Linked DNA regions of Pan troglodytes: region 2 is linked to region 1. A link is a contact called in public Hi-C data. All regions are on one chromosome and are shown on one strand. The core of a region is the stretch at or near the end of the contact, and the rest is flanking DNA. Distances in the headings are between cores, read along the strand shown. Region 1 overlaps SP8 (Sp8 transcription factor). Region 2 has its middle 160 kb from the start of SP4.

Region 1 (7,917 bases), core at 1,980-4,479:
GTATAATGTATATGGACCTTAAACTTAACCACTGCAGTTTTAAGTCAAATAGTTATTTACTGGAAGAAACAGCAAAAGTTACTTTGCCTCATAGTAAAAAGCCACTGAATTGTCATCTATAAAAACTTTCTTTTCTTAAAGTTTTGGGAGAAATATAATTTAATGTTATAAAAAATATTTTGCCCTAAATAAAAACTTCATTTATCTATAGAAAAAGTCTGTGTAAATTCTGTTAAAGAGGATATATAACTCAATAATATTTTTGAAGCTAAATAACGTGAATGTCTTTTAAACACATTTCCACCTGGTACTAGCTCCCCTCCCCACCTCCCTGCAATAAGGCCATTGTTTGTTAAATTGAAAGGGGAAAGAACCTGCTTAGAAAAAAAATAATAATCATAAGAGATAGGCATGTAAGAGAAAAATGAAGCATTGATCAGTGTACAAGAATGAGCACAAAACTTCCTGAAATGATGGGAAACCTGATGATAGGGTGCCTACATAATTAGGGACATTAAATTGGGTGCAAAATTGGGCAGTACAAATCCTTTATTTTCAGTTGAACTAGACAATCACTTGAACTTTAGGGGAAAAAAGAAAAAGATCTACTTTCTTTCTTCTATTTCAGCGCTTAAAATGGAGTAGCTAAAAAACTTAAAGCTGGAAGGATTGGTTCCCCCAAAGATGTAAAGATAACCCAAGATGAATGATTAAGGGTTTTTCAACATTCGCACAGATTTCAGGGTAAAATGAGCATAATGTAAATCAACTTATTGTTTGAGCCCTTTCAAATTAGTTGCCAAGAGAGGAGTGAAAACTTGATAAGCAGGCTCCAGTTTCTGTGTGTTGATTTAGAAATCTTAAAGCTTGAGGGAGCTCAATTCATTTAAAGGAAGACATGTAAAGGCACAAAAAGTAAACAGTGAAAATGCTATGCAATGAAGCACTAAAGTGAATGGGGGTATAGAGGATTTTTTTTAAAAAACAAAACAATAAAGAGTTCCATTGTGCTTTTAAATTACAATTTTAGAGAGTTCTTTAAGGGTCTGATTTTCCTTTGAGTATCAAAACGTCATGACCCATTTACAATATCCAAACTGTTGATGCTGTTTTTTTTATCTAGCTTGGAGGGAAATTAAATATAAATTGATATCTCCAAGAATTAAGTCCACATTTTCTAATAGGCAGGTGGCTATTTTGAGTGAAGCAGCCAAGGCATTTTTCCTTTTAACCTTCTTGCATGGAAAGTCAATTTCTCAACTGCAAACTAGATACCTTCAGAACACTAATGATCAAATCTTATGCCTGCAGCAACTTCGGGTCCGGACTCTCCTCAGGAATCAAACCAAAAAGCACTATTTCACTAAAATAAGTGAAGATAGTTGGCCAGACTAAATCCAGGTATTTGGACATAAATCTCAGGTGGCTCATCTGCCTTTTCCCAGGAAAATGCGTCCCCAGCTTTCATCAGTGTGTGCTTTGTCTTGATAGAAATGCATAATCATCAAAGCTAAGTATTTTTTTACCTCAAATATAAGATCCTTCAGCACTGATTTTAAAAGTATTCGTAAACCACTTATTAAACTACGAATGAAAAAATAAAGGACGACACAGATTTGTAGGGGCAAGAAAGGTGAGTAGGGAAGGACTAGATCATCTGCATCGAGATTTGAAAGACACTTGTGGCTTACTTGCAAAGCTTCATTTAGCATTGAGCGTACGAGGGAAATTCTGTTCCTGATGACAGCGCAGTGGGAATTCCCACTCCAACAACCCATGAAATGTTACTGCATAATTATTCACCTTCTGAGGCCCATTACGACTTATCAGCAGAGAAAGAAATTTAATTTAAACTCACCCCTCTGTGCTAAAGAATGACTGGGACATGAGATCAAAGCGCGAAGCTCTGTCCTCCAGTGGTTTGCAACACCTAGGCACAATAGGTTGAGAGAACGCGGCATTCCAGCGCTTCCCAGCTTTCCGGACCCCGGAGAGAGGGGGTGGGGATGTGGGCTCACATCGCCGGCTGGCTTGAGGGAGGAGAGTGGTGGCGGCTCCGGAGGTGGACGTGTCAATTATATCCTGGAGCTCCGGGAAGCCAGATTGCTTCTACCGGCGGCTGCAGGGGCTTTGCAAGCGAAGATAGGCGACCCTCCTTCCTTCCCCACTGTGGGGGATTGGGGTCAGTGGAGCCCGTGGATTTAGCCACGAGGGGACATGACTGGAGCCCTGTCACGCGCAGGTGTGCGTCTCCGAGAGCTCTTTCAATATAAGTGCGGGAGAAGATTTATGCTGCAGCCTCATCACAGGATGCCTTAAATGCATGTACATAGTGCGTATCTAACCACCCATAAAAGCCAAGTTTAATCCTTGGCATGTCTCGAGAATACAAAGTGGAACCCACAGATCCGAACCTGTGCGATGAGCTTCCAAGACCAGAAGGCCTAAGACCTAGAGGCGCCTAAAAGAGTCAGGGGGTGGGGCTGGGGAAAGGTTTACCAGGAGCCAGCTCCTTTCCTCAGGCAGCCCGGGGAGAGGCAGGTACATTCTCCAAATAAAGACCTTTAAGCGGAGCATGACGCTCTTCTCCGAAGGGTTGATCTATCTTGATCTCCTTTCAGATGTCACCAGAATAGGGACCTTCAGAATGTTGGTAGCAGTCCCCAAAGACCCAGAGGCCCAGAGTCGGGAGAGAAGAGCATTGGGAAGGAAGCCCACGAGAGGTTGTTGGGTTTTGGGTGCAATGCAGTAGAGTTCTGTTCAACAGGTTCAGTGATTCTACATCTGTGTCCATCCACCTATCTATCCATCACTTTTTCTGTTAGTCCCCAGGGTAGCTAAACTTTTTTGATATCCTGAAACTAAAAAGGGCAAAGAGTTTTCACAGCCAGTCACACTTAATTGCGCCTTCTTTATGATAACAGTGTGGGGAAAGGTAGGCAAGTTCCTTCACTCGTCGAGTCTGGCAACCCCATGATAAAATGACAAGAATAAATCTTGCCACCTATGGAGGACGCTGCACTTTGACGTCGCTGGGGAGAGGAGGCGGGTGCGAGTGAACACAAAGCAGTTTGGCCAAAAAAAGAGCACAGGAGGTGAAGAAAGGCAGGCAGTCGTGGGCCAGGACAGAGAGAAATCTGAACAAGTTCAGGAAGAAGAATCTGAGTCTGTCCACGCCGCAGCAGCCTCCGGTGGCACGGGCAGAAAGATCAAAGCGCGGCACCCCAGGACAGGATGGGACAGATTCCCCGGGCTCCGAGGCGCTAGGATGGCGCAGGGCAGCGGGCTGGTGCGGGAAAACTACAGAGCAAGCAAGGGAGGGAAGCGAAGGCAGGGGAATCCCTCACCCTGTCCGGCCCGAGTGTCTTTTGAGAGCCCACAGGCGAGAGCGGGGCGGGGGGAGGCTCCCCGCGTCGATTCCCACCGTGGGTTTGCCCAAGGTCAGAGGCCCGGGACTGGCGGGCGCGGGTCTGGCCGGCATTGCCCGCGCTGAGCGCGCTGCAGAACGGGAGCAGGGCACAGGGTGGCGCTCGCTGTCCGTGCAGCGGGCGGAGGCGGCAGCGGCGCCTTTGTGTGCGGTGGGCGCGGCGCTGGGCTGCTCCGGCCCGCAGCCCGAGGGGAGCGGCGGGCCCGGGCCGGGGCCGGGGCCAGGGCTCGCGGGGAGACCCCAGACCACCACCTCACTCTTCGCTGCTACCTGCGGGCGGACCGTGCGGATCGCCAGTTCGGAACCCTCCCCGGGAGGGCCCGGGGGTCTTTCTCAATGTACTGGGCACTTCGAGGAGCTGGGAAGAGGAAAGCGGAGGGTAGCGTTTAGAAAGGCTGGGAAATCCTCCCAGGCTCAAAACCTCTCGCAGAATTCATTCGAAAAGAGAACGAAGGGAACTTTGGGCAGGCCAGACCTCGGCTCAGCGCCCTGCGAGAGAAGCAGAGGTCGCTGCCAGCGTTTCCTCCCGCGCAACAAGAAATTGGTGCCTGAGAAGCAAAGTTGAGGAATGGGCTTTTTAAAAGCGGCAGCCCCAGGCCGGGCGCAGTGGCTCACGCCGGTAATCCCAGCACTTTAAGAGGCCGAGGCTGGCGGATCACCTGAAGTCAGGAGTTCGAGACCAGGCCAACATGGTGAAACCCGGTCTCTACTGAAAATGCACCAATTAGCCGGGCGTGGTGGCGGGCGCCTGTAATCCCAGCTACAGGGGAGGCTGAGGCAGGAGAATCGCTTGAACCCGGAAGGCGGAGGTTGCAGTGAGCCGAAATTGCGCTGTTGCACTCCAGCCTAGACGAGAGCAAAACTCCATCTCAAAAAAAAAAAAAAAAAAAAAAAAAAAAGCAACATTTCCGGTAGATGGACTTTCAAAAACGGTACTAGAATACCAGGAAAAAGCGACAGCTTGTAGCGGGCCTTTATTCCGAGTTCTAGGTCACCTCAAGCCCTCCCCGCTGTCCCTAGAGCTCTCCCACTGTTCGTCAGGAACCAAAGCAAAATGTATAAGGCTGCTTTCCTCACCGCCAAGAGACTCCGCAGAAAATTAAATTAAATTAAACATGCGCCGAGGGACTAGGGAAAAATAGATCCCCCCTCCCCGCCGCTGTAGCAAATCAACATTTCTGCTCACAGGGAGAGCAGCGAATCTAAAGACATGGCCACTGACGCGCATCCCCTTAAACCGCAGCGGCTAGGGTCCAGGATGGCAAGGAATTAGCGGCTTTCCTTTAATCCGGAAGCAGGGAATAAACAGGGAGAAAATTCTGAATCTTATTTTTAAAATAACATCAACTATTTATATTGAGCAGTCTTCAAAAGATGCCACCCAAAACCAAAGCCCTGACTTTAAAATGGGTACAGCATTACTATATTTCGATTCCTTAACACCATTTTCTTGAAATACAGGCACAGAATTGATCTTCTGCGCCATTTTTTAAAAAGGAGGGAGATTGGGAGGGAGAGAAGGAGGAAGAAAGGAAGGAAGGAAGCAACTGCAGAAACCATACTTTTAAAAAGAGAGAGAAGGATAAAGACGTTGGTAATATCTGGGTTTTTCTTAGGAGTGTAAAGAGAAATAATGCCTGTTTGGACAGAAGCAGCAAAAATCAGTAGTAAAATGAACAACCACAGTTTATTCAAAATACCTGCATCAAATCAATCCCTTTTTGAGGCTGGTTTGTACAAAACACTGAGCAAAATTCTTAAATTCTTTCATGATAATATTTATCTTTACCATCTTAGGCAAACAGATAATAATCACATGCACACTTTTTTCCTCCTTTTTCTGCCTTAATTTATCAGCCAAAAAGATCATCTGACCTTTGAGCTAATCCTCTACAATATTTATTTTTAAAAAAATTCCTCTACAAGCCTTCTGTAGCATTCCATTTAATAATCTCACCAAAAGATCCATGAAGATGAAAATGATAGCAAAATTATCGATCTGCCTACTTAGGAGTCCAGTCGCATCACCTGCTTGTCTTTAAATTTTAATTTCAGTATTCTCTAACCAAAGGAAGCCCAGTTGAGAAGTTATGCCAAGATTCCGGTAGGAGCAGGGCGGAAGGAAGGCAAACCCATTCAGGAGCTTTCTCCAGCATCAGTTGTTCTGAGAGGAAGTCATCATATTGGTTTAAATTAAGTTTCTTACATAAAATATTTCAGTTGATAATCCAGCCTCAACAAATCACAGTTACACATTTCTCAGTGAAAGAGATCATCCACAAAGAGAGAAGGTGAGGAAGGAAGGAGCCAAAAAAGGAGAAAGCAGGATAGGGAAGAAACATTCAAGTTTGTAGAAGAGATGCGGTAGGAAATGGAAATGGTTGGATTGGCAGCCCTTTCCAGACTCTGGAGGGTGGGCTGATATATGCTGGCCTGACCTCTGGGTCAACAACTAGTTTAACTCTATCTTGATCTGCCAGACTGGAAGCTTGTCCCTTGGTTCAAAGTGAGACCTGGCCTTTGACTTCACTTGAGTGAGCCTCCAGCTACTGCCAGGAAGTGCGTTATCAGGGACAAAGCAGGAACAAAAAAAAAAAAATCACAATTTGGTACCTCATCTTCTGTTTTCCCAAAAGAACCCTGCCCACCCTGCAGAAAATTAAGCTAGAAATATTGTTCCATAACCACCAAAACAAACCAAGCAAAGCTAGAAGGGTGAGGAGCCAGAAGGAAGAAAGGGAAAGTTTGCACATCTGTACAGCAGAAAAAATGTCCCCCTTCAATCACCCCAAAGAAATCTTCTTCCAGACAATATTTCTCCTTGTCATAACCCACCTCTTAAATCAATGTTGATTCTGCATGTAATGCAACTGATATTATAAATGTACCAAGCAGCTTTCCTCTTACCTGCCACTACATTTAACTCCTCAGAACCGCTCTTTCCGAATCCCTCAGCATTGCAACTTTCAATAAAAAAGAAACAACACTTAAACTGTGTTCTGCTTGTTATTCCTAGGAAGAAAGTGACAGAAAGAAACTATTTTACTTTTAAAATCCATTATTTAGAACTATAGTATACCAAAGAATCAGAGTTAACTTGTTTGTCTAAAACCATAGAGACTGGAGGCCTCAAATACCTGCATAGACAGCAGGATTAAAGGTGTCACCTACTTGGACACGAGCTATATTATTCTAAAACATCTTTTATCCCTAATTGCTTTTTCCTCTCAATTTACAGTGCTCATAGCATTTTGTATTTTCACTTGCTTCTATGCATTATAATTACCATATATAGATTTCAATGGAAAATTTTTCAGTTCAAGATGTATACCAAGACTATACTTAGGGTGGGGAGATTGCAAACAGAAATAAAGAAGCTAAACTTGTAAGAATCCAAACACACTAACTTTTTATTCAATTTGATTCAAAATAATAATATTAATCTAATAGTGAAATAGTGATATAACATCAATCAACACTTAGAGTATTTTATGTTTCAAAGTATGGCTCAAGGAACACCCATTGCTTAAATGCACTTAGACATAACAAGACAGTATTTTTTATTGGCATCATTGACACCTATGAACAATAGCCTAGTAAATAGATTAAGGTTTAACCTTCCTTTTCTTTGGTGGCTGTTTAGAGACTTTAAAAGAACAGATAACTCATTTCAACAGGAATCTACTACTGATATTTACCTCTACGTAATCTTTAGCTAAGACTTGGAATGCCAAAAACAAGCTTTTGTTAGCTTGACCTCCTCCACCTCCTAACAACAAAAGTTATCCCCAAACCCATGTTTTTATTTTAGATGTATTGATCTTCCAATGTAAGGCTTGGCCTTTTAAATACTAAATGCAATCAATGGCCAACAACCTGACTCCTGGAGACTGAGAAGGAAAGAGAATGGTGAAATTTCTTTGAATTGTGACTTAGTACAAATTTTAAGAGGTCAGTAAATCCTGATGCTATGAGCTAAATCTACTGGTAAATAATCAATTACATTCCTTAGACACTATAATCTTTATCTTGGTAAACAGAGAAAACACAGCTTTGCCAAATAGATCTTTCCATCTAACATCTTAAAGGTAATTATTTAAATATTACCACAAACAAGGTTATATTTTGTTTAAATTAGACAATTAACTGAAGATAAAATGCACGTCCATAGTTTAAAAAGGGGAAAAAATACAAATTAACTGGCCTAGTCTTTTATCTGAGTTTATTAATACCATTTAAAATATTACAAATAAATCAATTACATTTCATGCATTTAAAATGCAAATCTAAAATGCTCCAGAGAAAGGCTTTTCATTTCAATGTGAAATATCCAAATTATTTCAACATTACAATGAGCAATTAGTTTGCAGAATCTGCAAACATTTAAATGTAGTGTCAGAAGTATTTATTAACAGTTAACAATAGTACCTTCAGGAAATACACAAAGGCCAAAGTTAGTCGAGTTTCACTTGGACAATTTATTTAATACA
Region 2 (7,917 bases), core at 3,109-5,608, 490 kb after region 1:
TTCTGAGCCCTGAAAACAAAATCCTTCTCCTAAAGTCTTTAAAAGAGGCCATGAGTGAACAGAAATATTTATGAGAGCTGAGGTGCTTTCAGATACTCACTTGGTAGATTTCTTAAAATAATCTTGTGAGGTATAAGACCCATGTTAAATAACTTGGTCAAGGTAACAGAAATGAGACTTATACCTTGTCATTTTCCTCTTCTCTCACTTGCCTTGGAATTAAGAAACCAAGAAAGAAGCTAAAGATTTTTTTTCCTTGTGTTGTTTATTTATTTTTGTTTTATTGGTTTTGGAACCCAAGTTTCCCTAATTATAAAAATTATTCACACTTATAAGAAAATAATGATCTTAGCAAAGACATAGAATAAATCTAGATGCCCACCAAGGACAGACTGGATAAAGAAAGTGTGGTACATATACATCATGAAATACTATGCAGCCACAAAAAAGAACAAGATCGTGTCTTTTGTGGGAACATGGATGGAGCTGGAGGCTATTATCCTTGGCAAACTAGTGCAGGAACAGAAAATCAAATACCAGATATTCTCACATATAAGTGGGAGTTAAATGATGAGAACTCATGAACACAAAGAAGGAAACAACAGACACTATTGTTGAGTCTACTCAAGACTCTGTTGTTGGGTCTACTTGAGAATGGAAAGGGGGAGGAAGGAGAGGAGCAGAAAAGATAACTATTGGGTACTGCACTTAATACCTGAGTGACGAAATAACCTGTATAGCAAACCCCCATGACACGAGTTTACCTATGTAAAAAACCTTCACATGTACCCCCAAACCTAAAATAAAAGTTAAAAAAGAAAAGAATGATCTTATAAACACAGAGATTAACACTGCTAACATTAAGATATGTATGCTTCCAGATATTTCCTATACACATATACATACTTACAAAAGTGGAATCACACTCTTTCTGCTGTTTCACAGCCTCCTCTATTCACATGGATATAAAAGATATCATGGACATCTTTTCATGTCAGTATGTGTAGATAATAACAGCTCACATCTATTGAGTGCTTACTATGTGCTAGGCACCTTTCTATGCATTTTGCATGAGTTGTTCCATTAATTTCCACAACATCCCTATGAAGTAGGTACTATTATTTCCCCCATTTTTTTAGAAGAGAAAAGAGATTAACTAGTGGCCAACACACAGACCCCACATGTTAACCTCTTGGCTTTTTAAGGGCTATGTTAGATTCTGCTGTATGGACTTACCATCCTTCTTCATTGGTGGGTAGTTCCATGTTTCTGGAAAGAGCAATTTCCAGAAAGAACAACTCCGGTATCCAAACTAGTTGCTTGTGTCCTCTCATATGTAAATATACCTCAAACTATTTTCAACTTTTCTGATCCCATTATCTTTTTAGAACTCCCTTCTCCCTCTCCATGCTTTCCTAAAATTTACCCAGATCCACTTTTCAGGACTCCTAAACCTATCTTATCACTGCCACTGAGACATAGCAATTAACTCAGGAGTGACATGCCCAGAATCCAAACCTAAACTGTGCTATGTATCAACCAAGTGACCTTAGGCATTACTTAGTCCACCCAAGCCACATTTTTCTTATCAGTAAAATGAGGATAAAATATCTACCTCACAGAGCTATTTGGTAGTCTCAAATAGCATAGATACGCATGTACCTGGCAAATAGTAAATTCTTAATAAATGTCAGAGAGAAATGCCCCCTTGCTTGAATGAGGACCTCAAGGTCAAAGGGAGAGAAAATAGCAGATCCTACATTGCTATAAAAGACAAACTCCTTTGGGAGGCCAAGGTGGGTGGATCACTTGAGGTCAGGAGTTTAAGACCAGCCTAGCCAACATGGTGAAACCCTGTCTCTACCAAAAATACAACAATTAGCTGGGTGTGGTGGTGGGGGCCTATAATCCTAGCTACTTGGGAGGCTGAGGCAGAAGAATCGCTTGAACCAGGGAAGCAGAGGCTGCAGTGAGCTGAGATTGTGCCACTGCACTCCAGCCTGGGCAACAGAGCGACAATCAGTCTCAAAAAAAAAAAAAAAAAAAAAAAAAGACAAACTCAAATTTTAGTGCTAGACTTCTGTGTCTAAGAACTTTGAGGATTCCAGGTTATATTATCTTTATCTTGATACACACATATGAAGAAAACCCTAAATGAATCTTTTTCTTGGTTATATTTGAATGGAAATTTTTGGAAAGCAAATTTAAAAGATCAAACAAATATTTATTGGGACAGATTTTTTGCAACCCAATAAAATAAAGCCCTGAGAGAAGGAAGTCTAACAGAGGGCAAAGCAAACTATAACCCCTTTCTGGTCAGTCTTCTTTTTCCTACAAAATCTCTAGGAATACCTATAAATACTAAATTATGAAGATTTGAAAAACATACTCTAGACTCATGCTCCATCACTTGTGCTCAGGGACTGTTTAATTGGAGCCTGTACCAAGATGCTAATTCCAAATTTATTCCTCAAAATGATTTCTGCTTCAAATTTAAGCACCCCTCTTAGTTGGCCCAACTTAGTGAATGTCAGAATTTGAGATGAGAGCTGACTGATGAGATTCCAAGCATGGAATGGTCAGGAAGAGCCAGAGGAATTGGCTAAAACATTAGCACCATGCTTCCAGGCATTCACACTGTGCAAATGCTTCTGTGGTGGGCAGGCCTCCTTATTATCTGCAGGTTCCCAAACCAGGAAGACTGTGAGCCATTCCCCCTCAAAGACCAAAGGCATGGATGCAAATTTGCCCTTATTGCCCAGAGTGGCAGAAATCACTAGAGCACATGGGCTGAGGCATGGCCACATATACCGATGTGTAAGCCACTTATGTGATGGACAGTTTCCTTTCCTTTTATTTTATTTTATTTTGATACAAGGTCTTACTCTGTCCCCCAGGCTGGAGTGCAGTGGCAAGATCATGGCTCACTGCAGCCTCAACCTCCCTGGGCTCAGGTGATGCTCCTACCTCAGCCTCCCAGATAGCTGAGACTACAGGTGTATGCCACCACGCCTACCTAATTTTTTTTTTTTTTTTTGAAATAGAGATGAGGTTTCTCTGTGTTGCCCAAGCTGGTCTCAAACTCCTAGGCTCAAGCAATCCTCCCACCTTGGCCTCCCAAAATGCTGAGATTACAGGCGTCAGCCATTATGTCTGGCCGCCATTTATTTTTGAGAGAGATCCCTGAACCAACACCAAAAATGAAAAATGGCCCCTGTTTGATATTCACCCTTTGGGATTTTTTAGTCATGATTTAGCCAAGAGGTCTATCTGTAGCATCTACATCTGCTATCATTCCTGATCAGGTACATGATCCATGGACCCAACCTTAGGAGTGAAGTTAATTCCTTTGAGCCTAGGTAGTTCTGAGTTTTCACATCATCTCATGCACTTTTCATGAGAACGCCTTTTGCCTGCTATTTAACAGATGAGGCAGCTGAGGTGTAGGTAAAGAGATTTCCCCAAGCTCTCAAAGTTGCTCATACAGTAGCGTAACACACAGAATGAAATAGCTGATCCTCAGACCCAGATCTTCTGATTTTAAGCCCAGGATTTTTTCAGTGATCTGGGAACTGCTTTCCCCATAGATTTTCCAAGTGTTACCAATTACTGCCAGTCCTGGTAGGTCCCTGTGTAATACAAGGAACTTCCATAGTAACAGCCTGCTTGTTTCCTCCACTGGGGATGTTTGAAGCCACTAAAACACACATCAAAACTGACATTTATAACTCCTAGATTTACAGCCTGTACTTCAGAAAGTGATATGTATCAATCTAGCTACTGACATTTAGGGCTAAAAAAAAAAAACAAACCCTGAGGTAATATGATTGGCCACATTCTGTTTTTGTTTTTTGTTTTTTCCGATATTGCAACCACTGGACTTAAATAGAAAATGTTCAAAAGACCCCAAATGTCACAGTCAAGAACTGCATGTAATTACTAACCAATTAGGTAAGATCGTTGGTCTAACTGGCTCGGAGGGAAAGAAAAATGAAAGCCTCAGGACATAAGCCTACAAGGCATTCCAACTTGGTACTGGGGTTGCAAAGCAGAAGTACTTCCTTTTTTAATCTTTCAGCATTTCTATTGTATTCCATCTTTAGAGAGAGAGTTAATTTTTCTGTGCTTAGTTTACTAGTTTGTAGAACTCAGCGACTATCTCTGAATAAGGCATAAGGAAGAAAATTTGCCACACAGTACCAACTGGGAAAAGCTAACTTATCATTCAGTAACAGGCACTCCCCAGATCTCAGTGACTTTACATTACAAAGGTTAACTGCTCGCTCACAGAACACATCCATCTCCATTTGACAGGGAACTCTCATTCATGTGGTTCTCACGCTGAGACCTGGCTGACAGCAATATCTGGAATATTCTGGTCACTGTGGCTAAGGGGAAGTAAACTCTGGAGGGGCTCACACCAGCAATACTTTGACCTGGAAGTGACATGTGCTATTATTACCTCCTGCATCTCTCTTGTAAGAACAAGTAACATGGCCTTATCCTACCCCACCACAAGAGGGCCAGGCAGTGTGGTCCCACCAGAGCAGAAAGCAGGAAATACTCAATATACCACCCTCATGGCTGGTGGTACTGGGATAAAAATGGCATCTCAGAAAGAAAAAAACAAGTCTCTTTTCAACATATTCTGCTATTCTGATGCTTGCCTTTGACGTTCTCGTTCACATGAAAACCAAACATTGTAAAATGTGTATGTTAAAGGGAATTTGGAAAATAGAAACACAAATTTTGAGCTATTAATGTTTTGTGAATGTCCATAGTGTAACACCCAAACATCCACACATTCATTCATTCATGAATCTATTCCCCATGCAGATATTATCTGAGCAATAGACAGATGATGAGGACATGCACAAAGCAGTCCCTTCACTCCTAGAACTGACAGTACCTGGGGGAGATGACCTGCCATGCACCACTAGCACAGTGTGACAGAGGAAGAAGGGGCCAGAAGCACATAGGAGGGGCGCCCAATCCAGTTAGAGCGTCAACAGAGACTGCCGGGAGGATAGTACCCCTAGGCTGAGACATGAGGGAAAGGAAACACATTTTGGTACATTTCCTTTCAGTCTGTTTCCCTCTAAGCCTAGTTTGTTATTTTTACATAATTGTAAGAAAACTGTTTAGCCAAATTTGTATACTGCTGTGCAGAAAACTAGGTCTTTACAGTGTCACTTTTTAACTCAGAGAAATCCATATGACAACAATTTGTTACTTTCTATAAAACTTCAGCATATGAACAAAATTTGCAAATGTGGAATTTTATGATGCTGATACAGAAAACATATGTTAACTAAGAATGAGCTTGTATTTTTACTTCTCAGTATTTTATTGCCTTAGCCAGGCTGTCAACCAAATATATAAATTTCAAACATTAAGAGGTACAAATCAACCCACTAAAATATCTGTCAGAGCTTTCTGCATTAATCAACTGTGATGTATTGTAACATACAGGGAAAAAAATTGTGACAGAAATTGAAAACTAATCGAATAAGCATAATATTAAAAAGCATGAATTTGAGTTATTACTTAAGCTTAAATAAAAGAGTAGGAGTGAAAACTTCCTGTAGTACCTGCACATTGCAGTTTATTATAAATTTTCTACGTGTTATAGAAAATTAAACTGTGTACTACTTATAAAAGGGTTTTAATTTAATTGGACACATTCAAGTTATATTAAAATATATTTCAAACCTATTTTGGTTGCTTTAAAGAGTAGCTTAAAATTCTACACTCAATGTTGACTAATATTTTAAAATTCTTTAAAATTTTGGCCAAAAAGGACTAATTTCTTAATAAGTATATCTCTCTTTAGCCAAGAGCCAACATCATGTCTGATGGTGAAACACCAAAGGCATTTCCATTAAAATTCAAAAAGATAAAGAAAAGATTGTCCCATCATAAATATTAAATAACAGTTTTCAGAATATTCTGGCTAGTTCTCAAAATAAGATTAGAAATAAGAGGAATAAACATTGGAAGGAGGGGAATTATCATTATTTTTCATCAACAAAATTATATACTTAGAAAGCCCATAAAAATCTCTCATAATCATTACGAATTTCACTAAAAGTGATAGATGAATCTGCACAGTCAACCACTATTTTAAATAAATATAAAAATGTTAAAAATAGAAAAGCTAAGATTACTTATGCTTATAATCATAGCAATGTGTAAAAACACACCTGGAATAAATGCTAAAGAAAATGTGCATAAATCATAAGAAATAAATTACAAATATTTCTCTGAAGATTTAAAAATATTTGTCTCCATAAAAGCCCAAATAATATGAAGATAATTCATCCCAAATTGATTGATGACTAGCTGGGCATGGTGGCTCACGCCTGTAATCCCAGCACCTTGGGAGGCCGAGGCGGGTGGATCACCTGAGGTCTAGAGTTCAAGACCAGCCTGGCCAACATGGTGAAACCCCATCTCTACTAAAAATATAAAAATTAGCCGGGTGTGGTGGCACACCCCTGTAGTCCCAGCTACTCAGGAGGCTGAGGCAGGATAATTGCTTGAACCCGGGAGGCAGAGGTTGCAGTGAGAGGAGATCATGCCAATGCACTCCAGTCTGGGTGACAGAGTGAGACTCCGTCTCAAAAAAAAAAAAAAAATTGATTGATGAGCTTAAAGTTATTCCAGTTGAAGTATTTTCTGTCTCTAACTGGATTAATTGAATTATCTTAGATTTTTCCCATTCTGTTAGCTAAGAAGTTATATTTATTAATCTGCTACTCTAGTATTTTTCCTTAGATTTTAAACAAAACAATGTAAATGTGTTTCTCTATCGATATCAAGACTTATGTCATAACCTACTCTCCCACCCCATTCTACAATTACCAGTAATTCCTATATTTAGCTGAGATCATCTGGAATTTTAGTTGTTTTTGTTTTTTGTTTTTTGTTTTCTGAGACAGGGTCTCACTCTGTCACCCAATCTGGAGTACAGAGGCACAAACTCCACAAACTGCAGCCTCAACTTCCTGGGTACAAGCTATCCTCCCTCCTCAGCCTCCCAAACAGCTGGGACTACAGGCATGTACCACCATGCCTGGCTAACTTCTGTATTTTGTAGAGATGGAGTTTCACCATGTGTTTCCCAAGCTGGTCTCAAACTCCTGGCCTCAATTGATCTGCCTGCCTCAGCCTCCCAAAGTGCTGGGATTACAAGTATGAGCCACCACACCTGGCCTTAGTTCTATGTTACTATTTTTTCCGGAAAGTTTTAAAACCAATTTGCCATAACCATCTCAGCCACTTTGTTTAAACTGAAGCATATTTTTACTGGTGTCTTTATATATTTATGTGACTATTCACAGACTTCTCATAGCTCATGGTTCCTCCCCTCACTTCCCCACACACACTTCTACAAGTATTATTCTATCTTTCCAACTGTGTTTCTGATGCCAACTGATACTCGTTTCAGGGAAATGGGCAAGTTGAAAAGTATAGGGGTGTACTTGCCTGCTTGATAATTTATATTAGAAAAGGCAGGGAGTTACTCTAGAAAGAAGCGGGGAAATAAATAAATTCAAACAGTTATGGGCATGGGCATAGGGTGAAAAAAATTATGGAGATCTTAGAATAAAGAAGAGAGATGTCAGGGCAGGTGGCATATATGGGAGATATTAAGAGACAGAAACAGGCTAGAGGATTTGAAAAAGTTTTATAGTGCACATTAATGTAATTCCCCTTTGACATTTTCTCCATAAATTTCATAAAATATTTTAGTTGCTTTTAATTTTATCTATCTATTTATTTGTTTGCTTATTTGTTTGCTTTACCATTATATCTTTGAATGTGACTCCTTATTTAAATTGCATTAGAGGGTGCTTCAGCTTTATATGGATTTTATTTATATATCATTCTATAATATACAAATCATACCATTCT

What was found. Hi-C and Micro-C count contacts between places; a contact is called where the count stands out from the background.
Region 2: a contact with region 1 is called in a Hi-C map of induced pluripotent stem cells, with 6 times the contacts expected there. The contact joins two enhancer-like sites. A contact is called at or near these places in 3 of 7 Hi-C or Micro-C datasets (induced pluripotent stem cells and stem cell-derived neural progenitor cells), 1 of 1 datasets of contacts at active chromatin or transcription factors (stem cell-derived excitatory neurons) and 1 of 1 other capture datasets (stem cell-derived neural stem cells).

The regions. Positions count from the first base shown.
Region 1 is chr6:26,589,347-26,597,263 of NHGRI_mPanTro3-v2.0_pri, forward strand. It overlaps SP8 (Sp8 transcription factor), which reads right to left. Exons shown (of 3, transcript XM_024357761.3): 3 at 6,820-7,917. Among named protein-coding and RNA genes, the nearest start is that of SP8, 8.4 kb to the right of the region's middle. Within about 2 kb of position 3,230, at least 3 of the 24 cell types and tissues checked have an H3K27ac peak or open chromatin away from gene starts, as enhancers often do. A contact at or near this core is called in induced pluripotent stem cells, where this site is marked.
Region 2 is chr6:27,082,078-27,089,994 of NHGRI_mPanTro3-v2.0_pri, forward strand. No RefSeq gene overlaps it. Among named protein-coding and RNA genes, the nearest start is that of SP4, 160 kb to the right of the region's middle. Within about 2 kb of position 4,359, at least 3 of the 24 cell types and tissues checked have an H3K27ac peak or open chromatin away from gene starts, as enhancers often do. A contact at or near this core is called in induced pluripotent stem cells, where this site is marked.